Regions from separate parts of the Mus musculus genome. Here regions 1, 2, 3, 4, 5 and 7 are each linked to region 6. Evidence: chromatin contacts called from public Hi-C, HiChIP or PLAC-seq and Micro-C data. All regions are on one chromosome and are shown on one strand. The core of a region is the stretch at or near the end of the contact, and the rest is flanking DNA. Distances in the headings are between cores, read along the strand shown.

Evidence for each region. A called contact is a pair of places that touch in the nucleus more often than the background predicts. HiChIP or PLAC-seq counts read pairs in DNA pulled down with a chosen protein or histone mark.
Region 1: an H3K27ac HiChIP or PLAC-seq map of embryonic stem cells shows a contact between it and region 6, with 4 times the contacts expected there. The contact joins the enhancer-like site here to the promoter of Ext1 in region 6. A contact is called at or near these places in 10 of 39 promoter capture datasets (the 3T3-L1 cell line, the C10 cell line, the HPC-7 cell line and 4 more), 2 of 15 datasets of contacts at CTCF or cohesin (both in the NIH/3T3 cell line), 19 of 484 Hi-C or Micro-C datasets (the C2C12 cell line, the G1E-ER4 cell line, Sertoli cells and 9 more), 22 of 115 datasets of contacts at active chromatin or transcription factors (bone marrow-derived macrophages, cardiomyocytes, embryonic basal ganglia and 12 more) and 3 of 9 other capture datasets (adipose tissue, embryonic stem cells and macrophages).
Region 2: a contact with region 6 is called in a FOXA1 HiChIP or PLAC-seq map of pancreatic cancer cells. The contact joins the enhancer-like site here to the promoter of Ext1 in region 6. A contact is called at or near these places in 7 of 39 promoter capture datasets (the 3T3-L1 cell line, 3T3-L1-derived adipocytes, the HPC-7 cell line and 2 more), 4 of 15 datasets of contacts at CTCF or cohesin (the NIH/3T3 cell line, large pre-B cells and pro-B cells), 26 of 484 Hi-C or Micro-C datasets (the AML12 cell line, the C2C12 cell line, CD4 T cells and 17 more), 14 of 115 datasets of contacts at active chromatin or transcription factors (the NIH/3T3 cell line, bone marrow-derived macrophages, a colorectal cancer cell line and 11 more) and 2 of 9 other capture datasets (embryonic stem cells and macrophages).
Region 3: an H3K4me3 HiChIP or PLAC-seq map of craniofacial prominence shows a contact between it and region 6, with 7 times the contacts expected there. The contact joins the enhancer-like site here to the promoter of Ext1 in region 6. A contact is called at or near these places in 4 of 39 promoter capture datasets (the 3T3-L1 cell line, 3T3-L1-derived adipocytes, hippocampal neurons and 1 more), 1 of 15 datasets of contacts at CTCF or cohesin (the NIH/3T3 cell line), 1 of 484 Hi-C or Micro-C datasets (cardiomyocytes), 5 of 115 datasets of contacts at active chromatin or transcription factors (the NIH/3T3 cell line, bone marrow-derived macrophages, craniofacial prominence and 2 more) and 1 of 9 other capture datasets (macrophages).
Region 4: a Hi-C map of cerebellar granule neurons shows a contact between it and region 6, with 3 times the contacts expected there. The contact joins the enhancer-like site here to the promoter of Ext1 in region 6. A contact is called at or near these places in 2 of 39 promoter capture datasets (3T3-L1-derived adipocytes and hippocampal neurons), 3 of 15 datasets of contacts at CTCF or cohesin (the NIH/3T3 cell line, large pre-B cells and pro-B cells), 10 of 484 Hi-C or Micro-C datasets (the F1.1 cell line, cerebellar granule neurons, cerebellum and 4 more) and 8 of 115 datasets of contacts at active chromatin or transcription factors (bone marrow-derived macrophages, craniofacial prominence, embryonic fibroblasts and 5 more).
Region 5: a contact with region 6 is called in a Micro-C map of the G1E-ER4 cell line, with 4 times the contacts expected there. The contact joins the enhancer-like site here to the promoter of Ext1 in region 6. A contact is called at or near these places in 11 of 39 promoter capture datasets (the 3T3-L1 cell line, 3T3-L1-derived adipocytes, the C10 cell line and 6 more), 2 of 15 datasets of contacts at CTCF or cohesin (both in the NIH/3T3 cell line), 14 of 484 Hi-C or Micro-C datasets (the G1E-ER4 cell line, the HPC-7 cell line, LSK cells and 5 more), 9 of 115 datasets of contacts at active chromatin or transcription factors (bone marrow-derived macrophages, embryonic forebrain, embryonic limb bud and 6 more) and 1 of 9 other capture datasets (embryonic stem cells).
Region 7: a contact with region 6 is called in a Hi-C map of cerebellar granule neurons, with 3 times the contacts expected there. The contact joins the enhancer-like site here to the promoter of Ext1 in region 6. A contact is called at or near these places in 1 of 39 promoter capture datasets (hippocampal neurons), 2 of 484 Hi-C or Micro-C datasets (cerebellar granule neurons and cortical neurons) and 2 of 115 datasets of contacts at active chromatin or transcription factors (both in bone marrow-derived macrophages).

What each region holds. Positions count from the first base shown.
Region 1 is chr15:52,966,747-52,969,694 of GRCm38.p6, forward strand. No RefSeq gene overlaps it. Among named protein-coding and RNA genes, the nearest start is that of Gm41323, 35 kb to the left of the region's middle. Within about 2 kb of position 1,420, at least 32 of the 459 cell types and tissues checked have an H3K27ac peak or open chromatin away from gene starts, as enhancers often do. A contact at or near this core is called in the C2C12 cell line, adipose tissue, embryonic stem cells and 3 more, where this site is marked.
Region 2 is chr15:52,926,970-52,929,979 of GRCm38.p6, forward strand. All of the region lies in intron 2 of Gm41323 (a long non-coding RNA gene), which reads right to left. Among named protein-coding and RNA genes, the nearest start is that of Gm41323, 5.1 kb to the right of the region's middle. Within about 2 kb of position 1,587, at least 58 of the 459 cell types and tissues checked have an H3K27ac peak or open chromatin away from gene starts, as enhancers often do. A contact at or near this core is called in the AML12 cell line, the C2C12 cell line, the NIH/3T3 cell line and 13 more, where this site is marked.
Region 3 is chr15:52,835,842-52,838,792 of GRCm38.p6, forward strand. All of the region lies in intron 3 of Gm41323 (a long non-coding RNA gene), which reads right to left. Among named protein-coding and RNA genes, the nearest start is that of Gm34794, 51 kb to the left of the region's middle. Within about 2 kb of position 1,295, at least 4 of the 459 cell types and tissues checked have an H3K27ac peak or open chromatin away from gene starts, as enhancers often do. A contact at or near this core is called in craniofacial prominence and embryonic limb bud, where this site is marked.
Region 4 is chr15:53,759,341-53,762,345 of GRCm38.p6, forward strand. The region is part of intron 2 of Samd12 (sterile alpha motif domain containing 12); the gene reads right to left. Among named protein-coding and RNA genes, the nearest start is that of Samd12, 140 kb to the right of the region's middle. Within about 2 kb of position 1,376, at least 1 of the 459 cell types and tissues checked has an H3K27ac peak or open chromatin away from gene starts, as enhancers often do. A contact at or near this core is called in cerebellar granule neurons, where this site is marked.
Region 5 is chr15:52,898,083-52,901,020 of GRCm38.p6, forward strand. All of the region lies in intron 3 of Gm41323 (a long non-coding RNA gene), which reads right to left. Among named protein-coding and RNA genes, the nearest start is that of Gm41323, 34 kb to the right of the region's middle. Within about 2 kb of position 1,514, at least 17 of the 459 cell types and tissues checked have an H3K27ac peak or open chromatin away from gene starts, as enhancers often do. A contact at or near this core is called in the G1E-ER4 cell line, where this site is marked.
Region 6 is chr15:53,344,716-53,347,487 of GRCm38.p6, forward strand. Ext1 (exostosin glycosyltransferase 1) reads right to left here and starts at 1,468. Exons shown (of 11, transcript NM_010162.2): 1 at 1-1,468. The coding sequence starts at 648.
Region 7 is chr15:53,822,192-53,824,930 of GRCm38.p6, forward strand. The region is part of intron 2 of Samd12 (sterile alpha motif domain containing 12); the gene reads right to left. Among named protein-coding and RNA genes, the nearest start is that of Samd12, 79 kb to the right of the region's middle. Within about 2 kb of position 1,355, at least 24 of the 459 cell types and tissues checked have an H3K27ac peak or open chromatin away from gene starts, as enhancers often do. A contact at or near this core is called in cerebellar granule neurons, cortical neurons and hippocampal neurons, where this site is marked.

The DNA of each region.
Region 1 (2,948 bases), core at 170-2,669, 380 kb before region 6:
AAGGAGAGAGGAAGACAGACACTCTCTGTAACTCCTGACCTCTACACACTCATGCAAGCATGGGCACATGCATCCACATGCACACACACACACACACAATCTCTCTTCTTCCCCTGTGACACTGACTGTAATTATCACCTGTTTGATCTTGACTAACCAGTAAGTCTGACACCTTGAGGGTTTGAGACAGGCCTGTTTGCTTCTGGGTTCTGTCTTCAGAAAGCCTAGACTAACTTGTGGCATTGGTATTTGTGTTAGTCGGCTTTGTATGACTGTCATAAAATACCTCAAAGAAACATTCTGAAAGAGACAAGATTGGGTTGGTTCACAGTTTCAGATGTTTGGGCCCATGCTCACACATCCCCCATCACAAAGAAAATAGGCATGTATATCCCATGCTTCTAGTGACCATGGTGTTCTTGGAAATTCTGTCTTAAAAGGGTTTTTTTTAAATGAGTTTTAGAACAGGAAACTGTACTCTTTTCGACCCTAGGAAGGAATATCAATGAGGAAATATTCCCCATATATTGTTTAGAGTTAAGCTTTTAAAACTTACAAGTAAAACATACAAAGAACCAAAAATACACGGTGATAATCTCTGGATATGAAAAGCTTAGTGTCTAACCCCAGCTCATGTGTAGTCTTCCTGTAAACTGTCCAAGTGGTTATTGGAAATACTACTCCCCCTCCAGCCTCCGTTACAACTTCAAGGTTTCTGTGTTCTCTGTGTTGGAATTCTCAGACCAAGGATCCCAAGGCTGAGGCTGTGATGGGTGATGACACTATTCTTGTTCATAACCTTCAGAGGAGAAAATATAATATGTCTGTGGCCAGGTTTTTCTGAGAGATACCAGGTGTGCAATTTGTAAGCAAATGACAATCGGCATGACTATTGATTGTTCTGACCAGCTAATTATGAGTTCGCCATTCCCCAAAGCCTTAAAATTTCTCCTGTATCCCACCCTGGACATCTCCCAGCCGATCTCATTTGTTTGCCTTCAACCCATCCCTAGAGAGAAACGTCTTCTCTCACCAGCTTTCCCTATGTCCTTCTCCAGCTTGCCAGTTTCTTAATAGCTGTCACCAGATATCAAAGGGGCTTTAGCTTATTGCATAATCAGCTCTTCCTCTGAGACCCACCCCGCCTCCCATCATTACCTCAGGGTGTTGGAACTTTGCTGGGAGCTGCTGACAGATCTTTAAAGATCCCAGCTGTTTCTGAGTCCTAACGACCTCTTTCAGCTGGTCTCCTCAGAACAGCTGCAAAAGCTTCAGCTAGGAAGGGTGGAGACACCGTTTAGCATGATAACAAATCAGTAGGGAGTGGTCAGTTTCCCAAGAAAAGCTGTTAGGTGGTGGTGGTGGTAGCCGCCCCAGCAACACCCTCAGCCCCCACCCTCCCTTAGAGAGGCAAATTTATGCTACCTCTGTGTGAAAACTCTTCTTTGCCAAAAGAAAGAAATCAAGAGTCATAGCCCCACCCTTGCTGCCAGAAGAGCTGGAAAAGTTTCTTGCTGTCTCCAAGGTTCACAAAACGATCTGTCAATAGAAGCAAAAAGATTATCCTGCACACATAATGTGAAATACGCACTCATTTGCACCAAATTAAACATGTGGAAGAAACACTGATAGCTGACATCTAGTTACATTCAGGGTGTTGGGAAAAGTGTTTTCTTGTGTATTTTCATAGCAAGCAATGTATAGTGGAGGGAGCCAAGGCTCCAAGAGATTGGATAATTTGTTTAATGCTTCATAATTCAAAGGCAGTGGAGCTAGAGTTTGACCTGCTTAAAAAGTAGAGTCTAGTACGGTACCGGACACCTTTCCTTACGTATTTTCAAAGCAGCTCACACTGCCCTGCCAGTAGTAGATTGAATGGGTTCCTTTTTAATGAAGCCCTATCATTCCTATCATTTTAAAATAATATTTTTGTTAATTGTTTGAGAATTTCATAAACATTTGTATCGTATTCACCAACTACACTTAAATTTGCCCCACCTCTCTAGACATCCAAGTTTGGGTTTGCTCTTTTTTAACCCATGAAGTTCAGTTGTACTGCCCAGTTACTCTTGGGTGTAAGGCTACCCCTGATGTACAGTCTTCTTACTATGGCTCATACCCATAAACCAATCCAGCTCTTCCTCTCCTGGAAGCTATTAATTGCCAATAACTCCTTATCCAGGGATGGGAGTCTATACCCATTTTTCCCTTCCCATGATGATGAGATTGTATTTTTATCTTGAGCATATGCAGGTCATTTTATGCTGTCACAGCTGCTGTGAGTTCATATACACAACTGCTCTGTTGAGTCCTTATTGTTACTTCTTACAATTTTTCTTACTCCTTTCTCATGGTGGTCCCTGGGCCTTTGGGGAAAGGGTATAATATAAACATACTATTCAGGGCTGAGCATACTATAGTCTTTTATTCGCTGCTCACTGGCCAGTAGAATGGCTTTGTATTCATTGCCTTCTACTGTAAGAAGATTCTCTAGTGACTAGAGTTGAGAGATCTACTAACTTATGAGTATAGTGATAACTTAGTATGAGTTGGTTTAATATTCTGTTCATTTAGCATCATAATAGTAACAGATTCTCCTCTAGAGCCTATAACCTATCTAGCCACAGGTTCTTGATCCTAGTAACAATGTCAGATATGGGTTCTATCTGTGCAGTGGGCCTAAATCCATCCCCTTCCCCACAAAGAATTTGGTTACTTCCATAGCATTACTGCCATTATTCTACCAGCAGGCAGGTCTTATCAGGATAGTCATTATTGTAGTTCACAGGGTTCACAGCTAAGTAAGACAAGACTAGAGATTGCTTTTCTACTCCAGTGATAGTCATAGCACCTTTGGGAGCTACAAAAGTGACACAGCATGGACGCATCATTCAGTTTAATACTGACTTGATTTTTCCATGTCCTATGGAAAACGTAGTGTCTTTACT
Region 2 (3,010 bases), core at 337-2,836, 420 kb before region 6:
TCATTGTCTTTAGTTGAGTACCCAGGTAAGCCTACCAGGATTTTATGGATAGTTCCAAATCACAGTCACACAACACAGCCCTGGTTACACTTATTGGGACACACAAAAAAGAAAAGCAAAAAGCCATGGCTGTGAAAAGGGGACCTGTATGGGAAATCACATGCTGACTGGGGTAGAAGGTAGACAGGAGAAAATAGGAGTGAAGGTAATATTAAAAAATTCTAAAGCCAGGCAGTGGTAAGGTATGCCTTTAATCCCAGCACTTGGGAGGCAGAGGCAGGCAGATTTCTGAGTTCAATGTCAGCCTGGTCTACAGAGTGAGTTCCAGGACAGCCAGGGCTACACAAAGAGAAACCCTGTCTCAAAAAAAAACAAAAAAGAAAGAAAGAAAGGAAGGAAGGAAGGGAGGGAGGGAGGGAGGGAGGGAGGGAGGGAGGGAGGGAGGGAGGGAGGGAGGGAAAGAGAAATTCTAAACATATTTTTAAAGTTATAGAAATATATTTGTAGCATAATGCTAATTTAAGTGGTACTATTCTAAGGCATATGAATATGCTTTCAGAGATCTTTCCCAAACCTTGTATTATCAAATGTTTGGCTAAAAATTCTTAACTGTTATTTTTAATTGCATTTATTTTCTTAATTGTATAGTATGTTCAAGGGTCTATACTTGGAGACAAGTCCATCAAAGGTCTAGAACTCAAATTAACTCAAATTTGGTCAAAAAATGCCTGCCCTATAGAATTGTCAGTGGGACTCCAACACATGGCTCTTTTGTACTTTTGGCTTTCTTCTTGAGGATAGAAGAACAATTGGCTTGCTCTGAGATAGCACTGGTAAGAGGTTTGTAAAGGGAGGGCCAAATCCTATAATAGAATTGTGTATGGTTTGGTGAAATAATAATAAAGACTGTGATATTGAAATAGGCACAGCAAAGAAAAGTGATAAGATCCATTAGTAATGTCTGCCATGAAGTTACTGGTTGCAGGCAACAACATGGAGAATGTTCTTATTATGGAGTCATTATTTCCTCTCTACCCTTCTAGCTCTAAAGCTCTGCAAGTGTTTTACTTTTTGACGATACCATTTAATTCATCTCAATTTACAGAAGACATGTATTAAGCTAATACCTAGTGAAATGGTGACATTGCTTCATTCCATGCCTTTCTGCCCCTCTCTATCACACAAAGCTATCAAGAAGTTCACAACGAATCACTTTTGAAAGGACAGCCTTTCAAATGGTTTGGTATAGTCTCGATTCTGCCTTTTTATCATTGGAATTTAGCTCAGGCTTTTAAAGACACTTTACCTTACCATCAGAATATTATTTCAATAACTCATTTCCTGGAGATGTTTGAAACATGGTTAATTATTGTGGGAATTTAAATACAGTGTCAAAGTAAATGATAGCAGGATTCTCTGGTCAGGCTCAAGGTTACAGGCAACCACATTACCCAACTATAGAGAAACATAATCATTCCTTTTCCCACAGATAACGAAGGTCTTCCTGTCATCCTACAGGAATCCCATTCCCTTCTCCTAGAGTGTAACCAGACACTTGGCCACAAAGAATAACACTCTTCTGCTTGGCTTGGCCTCAGGGTAATCAGTCAAGGCTAGGCAAGGCCAACAACCCCCAATGCTACAGTAACCACAGAAACCACACAGAACTTGGGTGGAACACGTGGTCTAGACAGTCATCATTTTCAACACAGGGAGATGAAGTCACACAGACTTTTCTCTCCTGAAAATAAAATGTTGAAATACAGCATTAGAAGCAAATGTTCTCCCAGAGGAGAAATGTTACCTTGAGAAGACAAGAGTCCATTCTAGATCCCCGGGTAAGAAAAAGCAAGCCTAATGGGACAGATTGCTGAAACGTATGACAAACCAGAATGTCCCAGTCTCACAGAAGGTAAAGGCAATGGGAAACTACAGGGGGAAAGATATTGTCATCTGAAAAAAATTTTTCCCAAAAGAAATACTGAATCACCCTAGTCCTGGAAGAGTGGGGACCCCCAGAGTTAGAGAAATAATAAACATTGAAATAAAAAGCATTGAAAAAAAAACTCCTGTCTGCAAGCATAATAGAGTATCATTAATAGTGTTAGGGATTGGTGCTTGCCCATGGGATGGGTCTCAAATTGGACCAGATATTGGTTGGTCATTCCCTCAGTCTCTGCTTTATCCCCCATGCCTGCAATTCTTGTAGACAGGATAAATTTGGAGTTGAAAGATTTGTGGGTAGGTTGGTGCCTCTATTGCTACACTGGGGTTCCTGTCTGGCTACAGGAGGTAGTCTCTTCAGGGTCCATATCCCCAATGCAGTGAGTCACAGCTAAGGTCACCACCATCGATTCTTGGGTGCTTCTCTTATCACAGGCCTCTATCTCATCCTGGAAATGCCCCCACCTCCTCACCCACATCAGTTTCAGGTTTCCATTCATTTTTATGGCCATCTAGTCATCTCTCCTGTCCTTTCTCACACTTGATCCTGAATCCCCCATCCCCCTCCCCATAAGCCCTCCCTCCTAGTTCCCTCCCTCTATTTGCCTCTTACAACTATTTTATCCCCCTTTTTAAGTGAGATTCAAGCTTCCTCACTTGGGCCTTCCTTCTTATTTAGTTCCTTGGGTCTGGGGAGTGTAACATGGTACCTGTATTTTAAGGCTAAGATCCACTATAAGTGAGTACATGCCATGCATGTCCTTTTGGGACTGGGCTACCTCACTCAGGATGATCCTCTCAGGTTCCATACATTTGCCTGTAAAATTCATGATGTCTTTGTTTTTTTAATAGCTGAATACTATTCCATTGTGTAGATGTAACACACATTCTTTAATCATTCTTTTTTTTAAATTTTTTTTATTAGGTATTTTCCTCATTTACATTTTCAATGCTATCCCAAAGGTCCCCCATCTTTAATCATTCTTAAGTTGAGGCTCCACCCAGCAGCCAACTCAGACAGATACAGATACCCACAGCCAAATAGTGAACTGAGTTTGAGGATTCT
Region 3 (2,951 bases), core at 45-2,544, 510 kb before region 6:
TCCCAAGGGAAAGCCCTGGAAGGCACTGGTACTGTCTACTATTGAGGAGTCGGTTTCAAAGTCATCCACAGCTAACACTTTGCAGTAAACCTCTGAGACCATATTTACTTATGGGCTATAAGTCTCATAATTCAGACTGTCCGTCTGAATCATCACTTGGAGTAAACAGTAGGATGTGATTGTGGATTAGGATTCTTATGTTTATGCTTTCTACATCTCCCATCTCTCTCTCTCTCTCTCTCTCTCTCTCTCTCTCTCTCTCTCTCTCTCTCTCTCTCTCTCCAATCCCTCTTGCTACAAAATAGCACATAATCTCATTACCAATATAATTTTGAAACAAAATCTTAAAATTCCCTTTTCTTCTTCGAATAAATTTTCCACAATCAAAGGAGGTGACAATTCCAATCAGATGTCAAATGCTTTTAAGGTACAGTTTTTAATATCTAGCCTCTTTCCTTTAATCATTTTTATGAGGATCATTTATAATAAATATGCTCTAAAGAAATATACAATGGTTCTTTTTCCTTTGCTGAAACATGAGATTTTTTTTAACAGTAGAATATCAAAAGCATAAAGGGATTTCTTTTTCTCAGGCAAAAATTGGAGTTTCTAAGAAAAGGATTTAATATAGATTCAAGCATGGGAATTAAAAGAGAGACCTGAGAAAAGAACAATACCCCATGTTCAAGAATACATATGAGATCTTAAGAGCAAGATACCATCACAAAAGATGGTCTTACTGTTGAACTACAAACAGCACTTACACTGTAAAACTCAACTAAAAATTCAGTAGTACAATCATAACTGTATTTATATTGTATAATAAGGCTGACTTGTGGAATGGATTCTACTCTTGGGAGACAGAAAATAAACATTCTCAAAAACAAACTGCTAACGCCCTGTGATTCAGTTCATTGGCTTTACAAGGGTGAAAAGGGAGGAAGGGAGGGAAGGAGGGAGGGAGGGAGGGAGGGAGGGAGGGAGGGAGGGAGGGAGGGAGGGAGGGAGTCAGAGACAGATAGAGACAGACAGGGAGACAGAGACAGTCAAGATAATAAAACATTAAAAAGTGAGTGACAAAGAAGAATATTATCAATGTTTAGAATAAGGAATATTCATAGTAAGATCAATCCAATGGAAAGCAAATGACTTTCCCATGTAATGCCAGAAGGTGGGTAAGCCTCATCAAGGCTAATTTCTTCCATATTAACCATACTTGGAGTATTTACGACTCAGGACCCAACATCTGTATGTAGTTTACTTCTTTCAGGTTAAGAGAAACACATCTTTCTTCAATTTTGCCTTCAGTGGAACAACTCTAAGCATCTGTTTTGACATTCAAAGGGAGGAATTGTAAACATGTCCTATAATGGACATTTGTCGTTTTCATAGGAAATTTCATATAGAAGTCTGGAAAATTTTGGCATTTTTACTTAACACTGATGTGATTCTGGTGTCTAGAAATGTGAAAATTTGATCTTTTCACCTGTAATTGGAGATTTCAGGCCTTCTTGGAGATGCCTTACAGATAAAACAGAACTTGAGTATTCTTCCAGAGCAATGGTTCTTGACTTTCCTAATGCTGCAACCCTTTATACAGTAGTTCCTCATGACGTGGTAACCATCAACCATAAAATTACTTTTTGCTAATTCATAACTCTAATTTTGCTATGGTTATGAATCATAATGTAAATATCTGATATGTGACTCATGAGGGGATTGTGATCTGCGTTTGTTTTTTTTTTTTTTTTTTTCCATTTTTTATTAGGTATTTAGCTCATTTACATTTCCAATGCTATACCAAAAGTCCCCCTTACCCACCCACCCCCACTCCCCTACCCACCCACTCCCCCCCTTTGGCCCTGGCGTTCCCCTGTACCGGGGCACACAAAGTCTGCGTGTCCAATGGGCCTCTCTTTCCAGTGATGGCCGACTAGGCCATCTTTTGATACATATGCAGCTAGAGTCAAGAGCTCAGGGGTACTGGTTAGTTCATAATGTTGTTCCACCTATAGGGTTGAAGATCCCTTTAGCTCCTTGGGTACTTTCTCTAGCTCCTCCATTGGGAGCCCTGTGATCCATCCATTAGCTGACTGTGAGCATCCACTTCTGTGTTTGCTAGGCCCCGGCATAGTCTCACAAGAGACAGCTACATCTGGGTCCTTTCAGTAAAATCTTGCTAGTGTATGCAATGGTGTCAGCATTTGGAAGCTGATTATGGGGTGGATCCCTGGATATGGCAGTCTCTACATGGTCCATCCTTTCATCTCAGCTCCATACTTTGTTTCTGTAACTCCTTCCATGGGTGTTTTGTTCCCACTTCTAAGGAGGGGCATAGTGTCCACACTTCAGTCTTCATTTTTCTTGAGTTTCATGTGTTTAGGAAATTGTATCTTATATCGTGGGTATCCTAGGTTTTGGGCTAGTATCCACTTATCAGTGAGTACATATTGTGTGAGTTCCTTTGTGATTGTGTTACCTCACTCAGGATGATGCTCTCCAGGTCCATCCATTTGGCTAGGAATTTCATAAATTCATTCTTTTTAATAGCTGAGTAGTACTCCATTGTGTAGATGTACCACATTTTCTGTATCCATTCCTCTGTTGAGGGGCATCTGGGTTCTTTCCAGTTTCTGGCTATTATAAATAAGGCTGCTATGAACATAGTGGAGCATGTGTCCTTCTTACCAGTTGGGGCTTCTTCTGGATATATGCCCAGGAGAGGTATTGCTGGATCCTCCGGTAGTACTATGTCCAATTTTCTGAGGAACCGCCAGACTGATTTCCAGAGTGGTTGTACAAGCCTGCAATCCCACCAACAATGGAGGAGTGTTCCTCTTTCTCCACATCCTCGCCAGCATCTGCTGTCACCTGAATTTTTTATCTTAGCCATTCTCACTGGTGTGAGGTGGAATCTCAGGGTTGTTTTGATTTGCATTTCCCTGATGATT
Region 4 (3,005 bases), core at 126-2,625, 410 kb after region 6:
TTTGTGCCACAATCATTCATCTTTGTCCTCTTTCATCTAATATGGACTGAAATAGTACTAACGATATTATATGCCATTTTACAGATGTTGGTGTGGAGGCATATATATATATATATATATATATATATATATATATATATATATTCAAAAATATATGTAATTATTAGTTCAAATATATACACATATATATCCAAAAAAGCTGCAAGTTACAGGATCAAGACTAGAATCCAGCTAGCCTTAGCTCCAGAGTCTATACTCAACGCTTGAGTATTTCTCAAAGGCACTTAAATATCATATGATGGGTTATTTAAAAAATGCTAATGAGGCTTGCTGCATAAAAAATTGGATACTGCGAAAGTAACAGGGTTAAATCAGGCTGTAGAAAATTGTTTGGGAAAAAATCCCATTTTGGGTTATAGATCCATTAGCGACCCACATAAATTTCCCCACTTCTTATGAGAAGCAGATGGGATTAGCAGATTAACCAATCAGTCAGCATTCTTAAGTAAGGCAGTGCTAAGGTCTGAATGACAAAACATGGGCAGGGGGCAATGTAATGTTTGTAAACTTCCCATAAATCCTGCCTCTTTACAGAACTCATGCTTCTCAGTAAAAGCACACAATATCTGCCCCTCAATATCCCAACTGTTATCTAAGAGCTCTGACTCACTTCACTATTAAATCATGAGAATATGGGCTTGCTGACAATGGTCCAGACTGCAATGGATATCCCCTGGGGGTGGTGGTGGCACCATCTCAGCTGTTCGCTACAGCGTCGTCTTCCCATATCTTACCCCAATTCTCACACCTTGGATCATGAGAATATGAGATTATCATCTTGATATGAAAATCAGGAACAATGGAAATTTCCAGGTTGTGCTAGGCACTCTTTTGAAAAAAAAAGTAATATATTTCTTATGATAGTTTTTATATTTTCATGTACGAAATGTCCATCTTATAATGATAAGTAAGAACTCATGTATTATCTAGAAAAATGAGATATCTTCAATCCTGTTAACTCCTAACTGTTTCAGAGTTCCCAGATGCTAGTTCCAAACTGTTACACATTATTGTGCATAACAAGAACACACACGAAATGAGTGTGCTAATGCAGAAACCATTATAAGCAACAAAGGAGACTAAAGATGACGAACTTTGCTTTCATCTCAACAAATCTGAACAGGTAGCTGTAGTGTCCAGATAACACTAGGCAAGCTCTTATAATTACTCAAAACATGATAAAATCAATATATGTTCTCAGTCGCATACTGGCATCTCCAAACATCAAAGACTTCTGCCACATAGCTTTAGTTCTCACAAAATGGCATATGCTCCTTTAGCTCTAGTGGCTTTAGGCCAGATCAGAAGCAATGCTCAATACCTCTTCCCAACTGTTGGCAATTTTATAAATACAAGTCTCAACCCAGGCTTACCACTTCCCGTACCCACACCTGTCAGCAAATGTCTCTAGTAATTTGTATGACTTGTAGTTCCAAGGTGGATCCTGTGGCTTGCTTTGTGATCAGATCCATACGGATGTGTTACAAGGGGTAGCAGCTCCTGCTCATTTTCTGAGACCCGGCTACACAGAGTTAGCATATGATAAAAGATCCTTTGCTACAACACAACCAGAGATCTCAAATTCAAAGTATTTGCTTTTCCCATTGAACTATCTCAAGCTTGTGATGTTTCCCTTTTCTGCTGTTTTTGCCACTATATGGCTGTATCAAATGATCCTTTGATATGTATACACAGTGGAAATTGGTAAGTCCCAAAGAATGTCAGAGACAAGATAAATACTGGGCTTATTCCAAAATCAATTTTATGATATTGGGTCTGAGAGGGTGTGTTAGTCAGCTTTCTATCACTATAATGAAATATCCAGGATAATTAACTTAGAAATGGAAAAGATTTACTTAATTTATAGTTCAGTCCAAGACTACACAGTTCCTTTGGGCTTTTATTGGGAGTACTACTGAATGGCCATGGTGAAGAAAACAGTCAAAACACCCATTAACATTATAAGCTGGGATGCAGGGAGGAGGAAAAGACAGAAAGTATCCAGACCCAACAGTCTCTTCAAAGTCTGGGCACATCTCATTCCCAAAGACTCAAGGACCTCCCACAGACTCTATCTCCTGAAAATCTACAGCTTTTCCTAGAAGGACTACTCTGTAAAGGAGAGACATATAGAAACATCTCAGATTATAACAAAGAAGCACTCATGTTACTTTCAAGACTAGAACAGAGCACATCATTTCACTTGAACTGTCTAAGCATCTGTCTACTGAAGAAGACCCATAATTGGAAAAATAGGAACTTGAAAAGTATCTACAGAAGGTATATACATGGGCTCCTCCATATAAGAGCTCTAAAACATCATAGACCCAGATAGTTCAAACTGAAATTTAGTATAACACTACACACAAGGCAATAATGTTTAGTCTTTAAATGTTTTTCTAAGTTCCTGTAATGAAGGTAATTGTAAACAAAAAGTCAGATTGTAATTACATGACTATAGAACAGACTAAAACCAAACCAATATTTTAGATATAGTCTCATGCTGATGCTAATTCTTTAAGATCCAAAGAGCCTAAGGAAAGTTACTATATGAGTGGTAATGTATCCTGCCTAGTCTTGTATTCCAAAAGAAATGTGCCTTCATTTTTATTCTGGGCACCATCCAACTACTTAAGTAGAAATCCCTTTATATCATATTAATTGAATAAACTATTTTTTAAAGGCAGTAAGCTCAGCTACCACCAGAAAATTAATTCCTTTGAGCTTCAAATAATTACCACAATGTCTTGGCCAAAATATTTTTCTCCAAGTGTTCCCATTGAGAGAAAGCTGTTGTTCTGTTTTCATAAAGGAACCGAAGAGAGGACTAGATCATTTTCCAAAATACACTAGGGCCATTGACTATCTCAGGTCCAAAGGGAAAATGCAGGAAATCAAGGGAGAGGTTAATGGGGCTCTAAGAAGGCAATCAAAGTATAGAAGGC
Region 5 (2,938 bases), core at 264-2,763, 450 kb before region 6:
TTTATCACATTGAAGCACATTCAATTTGTTTTCAGTGATTCTTATGAAAACCATTATTAATACCAAAGTATTATTCTCTCATCCTTTCTTAACTTTCCTCTGTAGACACTTTTTACAGAGTATGCTTTATCTCTAATCTTTCTGCTGCTAAGCCTCACCATCGACAACAGGCAAACAAGCCAAGAGAGAGGAATTTCATGTAATGCCCTAGCTTCCAACCCTTGCTGGTTTGCAGCCAAGCCACCTTAATCTGCTTGGCCTTTGGCCACTGGCCTCTGTCTTATCTGCTCTTTTAAGGTTGTTCCCAGTAAACACAGTTTATCCTATGTGGCTCTGTCCATCTTTGTGATTTCCTGCTGGTATCCAATGCCTCTTATCCAAAGGTCCTAGATTTCTGTGCCTTCTTTGCTCCAACTAAGACCCTTCTTCACCATCAGTCCCTCCTGCTATGCTGTTGGCTTCTTTGAAACTCTGGAGAATGCTCTACTACTTTATAATTGATGTGGCACTAGAAGGCAGAGATGCTGGGGGAGACCTGTCACTCACATGCAGACCTCCTCCTTGATCACTGGTACTCCCTACATCCTCTGCACTATTGGACATGGGATTAAGCCAGTAATAGGATTTCTCTGCACAATCCCTCTAGTGATCCCATGCAGTGAGGAAGAGATTCTAAGGCTAATCACAACTGAAGACTTGGAGGTTCAATATCTTTATCTGTCCAAAAATGATGTGCAGACATTACCAGGTGCAGAAAATATGATTACAAGAAGCAACTCTAACATCATTTCTTGGCATTTATTCTGTCAAAGACTAAGTAAGTCCTCCCTTGAAAAGTATGTGTTGGTGGAGGGGGGTAGGTGATGCTTAGAACTGCATGTAGACAGCTATACCATGGGGAGGAAAGAGAATTTGAAGAAATAGTGGACCAAAGGAAATTAGGACACACTACACAACAGAACTTTTGTACATAAGAAGTCACATTAACTGTGCATGCCTGCACAAGACCTGAATAAGTTCAAACTACTTTAAAACTCCTGAATGTATGGGAAGGAGTGCCTAGGACCTCCATTGTAGCTGAGAAGTAAATGGCAGAGCAGTCAATGGCTGGTGGGGAAGGAAGAGTCACTCCTCCATGAAGGCGTGGTCTTCTCTAGGCTCCACACATCCCAGTGAATGGTCATCTCACACCCATATGCATGTGAGCAATGATAAACCGGACACAGTGGGTTAAATACAAAATAAAATGAAATTGGAAGATATGAAGTTGGAAGGGAAGTGTAATGGGAGGAATCCTGAGGGGAGTTGGAGGGGAGAGTTAGAGTGTATAATATTAAGATACCTTGAATAAATGTATAAAGAAAGGAAGAACAAACAGAATCTAGAGAGAACTCAGTTCCTTTGCTAGGAAATATGAATACCGAGACAGATAGGCGCATTGAGAGGAGTGGGCGGGAGGAAAGGTTGACTAAACACAAGTGTAACAAAGTATCTTTGAAAATAGGTCATCCATGGCTGTCTTTTCCACCCTTAATTACAGCTTGTTTCCTGTCACTCTTGAGGCATTCGATACTTCAGGGTAAAGTGAGAACAGCCTAGATCAAATGAATCATTGCATGGCTTTGAGCTGTAAAACACAGACTCATTTTGTGGGTCCATAGGCTAAACTCAAGTGTCTATGGACCATTTTGCCAGGTGTTTATTTTATTTTAAGTCCAGTTTCCTTACCTTTATAGTGAGAAAAGACAAGAACTGAACTGAAAGACTCTTTCTGTTATTAGAATTCGTTTGGGCACAGTCTGGAAAGCAGACAAGTGAACCTATTTTCCTTGCCCCTTAAGGTAAGCGCTGGGGAATATAGGCATGGTTATGTGGGTAAAAAAGCAGGCAGCTGACAACCTATAGAGAGGATGTGGTTTAATATGACAGCAAAGATAAGCTGCCATTGAGGCAGAATGGAAAATCCCAGCTGGGAGGACCAGAGATACTGTTCTCCCCCACCATTCTTTGCCCCATTTCCTATGATCAGGGGGAGGTTTTAATGTGTCTACAAGCCATGTAATTGGAAAAAGACAAAGCCATCCTCAAAGACGAGAAGCCCTGGGGATGGCCACAGCAAGACTCAAATCCACCACAGAGACATTGCCTGGTCCCAATATAATGTGCAAGTAAAATCCCCTGCTGTAGACAGGACTCAACAGTAATGACAGTGTGTGATCCATGAAAAGACCAGATGGACCCCATAACCTCATATGTATCCTAACTATGAGTTCCCCTTTCACCCAGCTCCCATCTTGGGAATGTATAGTAAGTCAGTACAGAAACACTGCGTTTTATACCAAGAAGTGTGAATTTCTTGTTCTGACAAGAATAAGTGGTTTCTCTACCAGCATGGTAGAAAATTACAGGAAAAAGTCATAGAAAATAAATGAGTGAAACTATAAGAAGATTGAGACACTGCTCAAATGTTTGCTTGTTTGGATATATTTATTACTTTGCTTTGGTTGCCATCATAGAATACCACAGACTGAGTGGATCAGTCAAAATTTATATTCTCTGAGCTCTGGGTTTCCAAACATTAATTTAATGCCAAGGTTCTATGAGGGTTTGCTTCTGCTGGAACATTCTTTCTCTGTCCTTACCTGGCCCTTCTCTGTGTGCTCAAAAAGAGTGAGAATCTGCTTATCCATTTCTTATTTCATAAAGTCACATTTTCTATCTTATTAAAACCTGGCCTCTTTGTCCTAATTTAAACTTAATTACTTCCATAGAAATGTATCTTTAAGAAGATAAGTCACACTGGAGGTTAGCACCTCAAAAGAAAAATAAACTTAGGGGACACAATTTATTTCATAAGAAATGAAGTTGTAGCATAAAAGATACTGTCTACTGCTACAGATATGGCTTAGCTGTTAAAGGCTGTGCTCACACCAAAATA
Region 6 (2,772 bases), core at 218-2,717:
CAGCATCGCCTGGCCGATGTCAAACCCCACGTCCTCAGTGTAGTCAGGCCAAGTGCCAGAATATAAATTAAAAATTAAATGATTCCTACCATTGTTCCACAAGTGGAGACTCTGCACTTTGGATCTCAAATTGTGCACATACTGAGGTGATAACTGGTCTCTGTCTAAAGTATCCAGACTCAAGACAAAGAGGCACGCCTGGCTGGGGTCCGAGGTGTAGAACCTGGAGCCCTCGATGGCCGCTAGAATGTTTTGGTAACTTTCGGCGATTTTCTCCCCTTTCTGCTGCGGGTACACGTAGACTTTGAAGCCGTTTTTCTTGCAAAGGGTGAAATCGAAGCAGGACTCCATGCGGCACTTCTTGCCTTTGTAGATGCTCGAGTTGGCGTCTCGCTTCTGCCGGGGGGAAATGTGCACGCTGGAATCCTCGTTTTCCAATTGATCCCAAGGAAAGAAAGGGCGCAGAGCGTCCGGGAAGCGGGGCCAGAAATGATCCGGACTGGGCTGGTGCAAGCCATTCCGACCACTGTGCTCTTCTCTCCGGCTGTGGCTCCTCGATGCCCTAAACTGCACGCCTCCAAAATAAAACAAAAGGGCGAGACAAGAGCCAGCTGAGAGCAGGATGAAATAGCGTTTTTTGGCCTGCATGTGTCCTGCCTGGGTCAAGAGGATTGTAAATAAACACAAGAATCACCCAAGTTTCCCAATCAACACTTTCAGCTCCAGTCCGCCATCTTCCCGCCTGTAAAGACTTCAAACTCTCCGCTCCCACCTTCTCTGGATGCCTTTCCCCAAGCCGTGGACTGATCCAGCGCATGTGGGCGATTTCTTTAACTTTCTCCCCTTCGGTCTTTCATCTTTGGGCTGCACAATGCACGGGAGAGAGCCGGGCAGAAGATCTCGCACCCAGGGCGGGCGAACAGCGGACTGTAATTTTCTTGCATGCAACAAGACGGAGGAAAAGAAAGAGAGCAGGGAAGAAAAAGCTCCCGATACCCAATCAATGGCAAGACGAAGTGACTGCCTCTCCGCTCGGATTCCTCTCGGCGGCGTGGAGAACGAGCCCGGGGAAAGCAACTTCAACTCATCCACACTCCGGTGCAGAGCACTACGGTTCCAACAAGTCAATCCGCCCCGGCTTCAGCCGGCTAGTGCATCTTGCAGCTGGGGCGCCGTAACCTCACAAATCCCTGCATGTCTCTTTATTCCCTTCTGCAGCGGCTCCCACACTCCGCCGGTGTTTACTCCTGCGCTCACGGGGCCGGCTCCCCGGGCGCGCGGCGGCCCGGCCGGCGGCACGAGGCGGCGCGGGGCGGCGGCGGCGGCGCGTCCTCCCCGCGGGCAGTGCCGGCCCCGAGCGGTGCTTCGCAGGCCCCGCGCTATCACTGCCGACCGCCGCGTTCGGTCGCCGAATGTTACCCGGTTCTGAATGTTACACTTACACATTCCATTCCCGACACGACAGCGCTGACCTCATCCATCCACGCAGCCCGCGCTGCCATTGGCCGGGCGTCACGTCCGGGTGGGGCGGGGCTTCCGCTGCGCCCATTCATAACCCCCGGCGGCCGGCAGAGGCGCCGGCGCGGCGCGGCGCGGCGCGGGCGCGGGGACCCAGGAGCGCACGGGCGGCGGGCGGAGCGCTAGCCGGCCGGGCGTCGCCCACCGCCGGCCTTCTGCACGCCGGGCCGGGAATGCAACCCGGACCAGACGGGCCCCAGAGGCGCGGGAGGAAGTGTGGGGACGTGGCCAGCAGCCCGCTGCTCGGGATGCCCCGGGTCTCCACGAGCCGGGAACGCCTCCCCGCCGGGAGGCTGAGAGGACCGGTTCCTGGAGAAGGATGCCTTGAAAATGGAGAAGCGAGGGGAAGGGGGGTGGGGACTTCATGGAAAGCGAGCGCAGGTCGGGATGTCTCTCCCCCCACACTTGGACCCGCTGAGGACCAATTTTTTGGTGGGTCTTGTTTTTAACGTTTAAGTGGTCTTTCTAATTCCCCTATGTAATCCACCTATTTTTCTGTCTTCCTCGCCGAGACACCCTAATCCTCAACAATAAGGAGGAATTGTCACAGTCCGATGGATCTGTGGCTGAGTGTGAGAAGACACCTCCTAAAGCCATCTGATCTGCGTGCCCTCTCTTCCATTCCCGAATCCCTCCCACCTGTTCTATTCACTGATATTGGGCCGGGAGGGATCTAATGGCTGAAAAGAAAGCCATTTCATTTTGCCCCCATCGGTGTTGTTATTCTTCCTGAGGTGGTATTTTTAAGATGTCACCTGGCCCTAGCTGTAGAAGGGAACCTTTGAAGCAAAAAAAAAAAAAAAAAAAAAAATGTATTTACAATAAATGTGCCACGGTTCCTTCAATTGACCTTCCTTCTGTCGACTCCCCTGCCCCAAGCCCCTGTCATTCTGAGTGAACTTAATTGGATGATTCTGAAAGGAACCTCCAGGACCTCCAAGCTGTGCTAGACTCCCAAGCATTACCTGGCCTCACAGCCTGAATTCTGGCTTAGAACACTTACCCACCCTAGCCTCAGAGCCTGGCCAAGCTGGACAAGCAGTTGCCTAGGGCAGCAAGCTGTTTAGTGATTGTTTATTGTGGGAGTGAGTGAGCTGGGAGCAGACACATCCCTACCTCCCTCGGGCTACTGAAAACCCCAGCCGGTTGTGTACCCATGGTATGGTTATAATAAGGCAGAGTGGAAAGTTTTCAACCTTTGTTGTTTCAGATTTGTTTGAATAAAGAAGGGAAGAGATATTGGGTGGGATATTT
Region 7 (2,739 bases), core at 105-2,604, 480 kb after region 6:
GAGATAGAAAAGGTGAGGCAGCAGCTAGAATAGAATCAAAGCCAAACTGATGGATGCAGGCACTGGTGCTCAGTGGTTTTATGCTAGCTGCAACAGAACCATGTAGGACAAGTGATATAAAGCAGATGGGCCAGCCTCAGCTATAAGAAGATAAATCATTATGCCTGGGAAGAGACACAAATCTATAGGATTATATTTGTGTGTATGGATAAATGTATATATTCACATAAATGAACAGAATGTTACATGTACATATGTTTTAAAATAAGTAGGCGAGGAGATCTGAATCCCACCCAGGTATAGTTAGAACTCCTGAATTATGGTAACTATTATTTTCTCTAAGCCTCACATTCTTTGTTTGAAATAGAGGAAAAGAAGGAAAATACCATACTTGAGTGTTTTCTGATGCTCCCAGGAAAGGAACAACAACAACAGCAACAATAATAATAATAACAATAACAATAATAACAGCAATAATAATAACATCAAATAAAAAAATGAGCAAAAACCAAAACAAACCTACTGCAAATTAATTAAATGGTGGCATATAAGTATCAGTAATGCCTTCCAATTTCATCAATATGGAACATTTATACCTTTAAACTACTAGACTACAAGTGTATACTGTAGTTCTATCTATAGTGCAATCTGTAGTTCTATCGCTGGCAACCGAGTTCACTTACTGCAAGTCACACAGCTAGTAAGATTGTGCATGACCTCAAAGCTTTCATTCACCAGAATGCTCATGAGTAGTTGGGCTCCAAGACAAAGACTCTCCACACAGCTCTTGGTGCATAAACGAGCTAAAAATCAACTGTCCCCCAAGTATCATGAGAGAGAAGGTTAGAGTGTCACCAGAGAACACAGCAAGCTGACTGATCTGGACAGACACTAAGGTGAAACCTGATCAATGATTAGCAACACCAAACTGTCAAGGGGAGGTTTCTGTAAGTTCCAGGCCTGGCCTGGAAAGGATCTCTGAAGACTGTTTTCTCTCAGAAATAACACCAAATCCAATATTCCTAGCATCGAGACTTACTCCATAGAATCCCTGCCAGTTCCCAGGGAGTCCAGATGAGGCTCACTGGGGTGAAAGCAAACCTGAATCCTGCCTTCTGTCAAGCGAATAGATGAGCCAACCTCCTTTCAGAAGGATGGGGGATAAGGAACAAAGAATTAGCCCTGTAAGATATTTCAGTTTGAATGTGTTATCTCTCTTAATTACCACAAAACATTCCTACAGAGGATTTATTTTTAAACAGAGAGTTAAAATTACAGTGTTGAACCCCCTGGTAGGGCCCTCTGCACCTCCTCAAGTCCCATCCGTTCATCCAGGCAGATTGCTTGCAGTGCTTGGGAAACGTGATTATTCAAGGTGATGATGTCAACCCTGAAGATCTGCAGTTTGGGGAGGGACAGAAAGAACACACTACACAGACTCAGTGGGAATTAGTCCAGCTAGCTCTTGGCACCTGGGAGCACAACAGAAGGCCACATCGGTTTGCTTTGCAGGAGGCTCCCAGCAAACACAAAACCAAACGCAGCTGCTTAATTACAGATACAAAACTGTTCCTCATCCATGATCATCGAAAACCATCTTTCTCCTTTACTCTTTTGTAGAACAAAGACATGACACAGGTGACAAAAGGCACATTGCAAAAGAATGTCTCTAGGCTGTGAACGACTTCTGCTTGAGACTCTCTCCAGAATAAAGAACTACAGGAGGTGTCACGGCAGACCTTCCAGAACGGAAGGATTGCTCAAGCTTCCCACCTGGAACCAGAGACAGCTGAGAAACAGCATCACCCCTGGATGCTCCCTTAAAAAACAAAAGAAAGAATCAGCTGAACCCTTGGCACCAGGTCCCCTGTTCTCCATGCCAGGCATCCCTGTCCCAATTTATAGACCAAAGTGTCAGTGAGGCTTCTCCCGGTGCCCCTAAGACAGAGTCGGTTTTAATGTATCTGTTATCTGAACAAGTATGGGTCCAAAGACAACGGTTATAGCAGATTTGATGCAGCTCCTATTTAATCACTTATACTTCCGGTGCCCTGCGGACTATAAACTACCAAGGACCAAACCCACCACATTCACACAAACATTCTCATGCCTAACCCAGTACTCTGCACATGGTTATACACAATATAGGCTGAGCACATATTAATAGCCAGTGGACTATTCCACTCTTTGCTTACAGACTGTGGTCTTTGTGCACTTCGTAGAGGGGAGCTTGTGAGCACACTGAGGATGGCTGACATTAACATAGGATATTGCCCACATTTGGGTCACTTCTAGTATCTTTCTCTATCAATCTAAAAATCCCCCCTTTCTTACTGGTTTTCTTTAAAATTATCACCTATGTTATTTTTCTCCTTGTCCTAGGCAAGAATAACCAGGATGCCATTGTTTGGTGGGTTAACTATATTTCTTCAAATGTATGCCCAAATATTCTTTCCTTACATCAAACATTGTTCAACTGTGTGCCACCTCCCGTGTTCAGCATACAGTTCTGAAGTAGTATAAGCAACTCACTTGAAAAAAAAATCCATAATTATAAAATATTGAAGCTGCAAAATCCACTAGAGCAGGCTTTCTGTGACATATAGGATTTCACAGCCCATGAGGGGCCTTTATTCTTCTCTACTGATGAAATTAATGAGAGTAGAACATTAGAAAAACATGCAGAGCCTCGAGCTCCCATTTTTATACATTTTCTCTGACAACTGGGGAAAACATCAG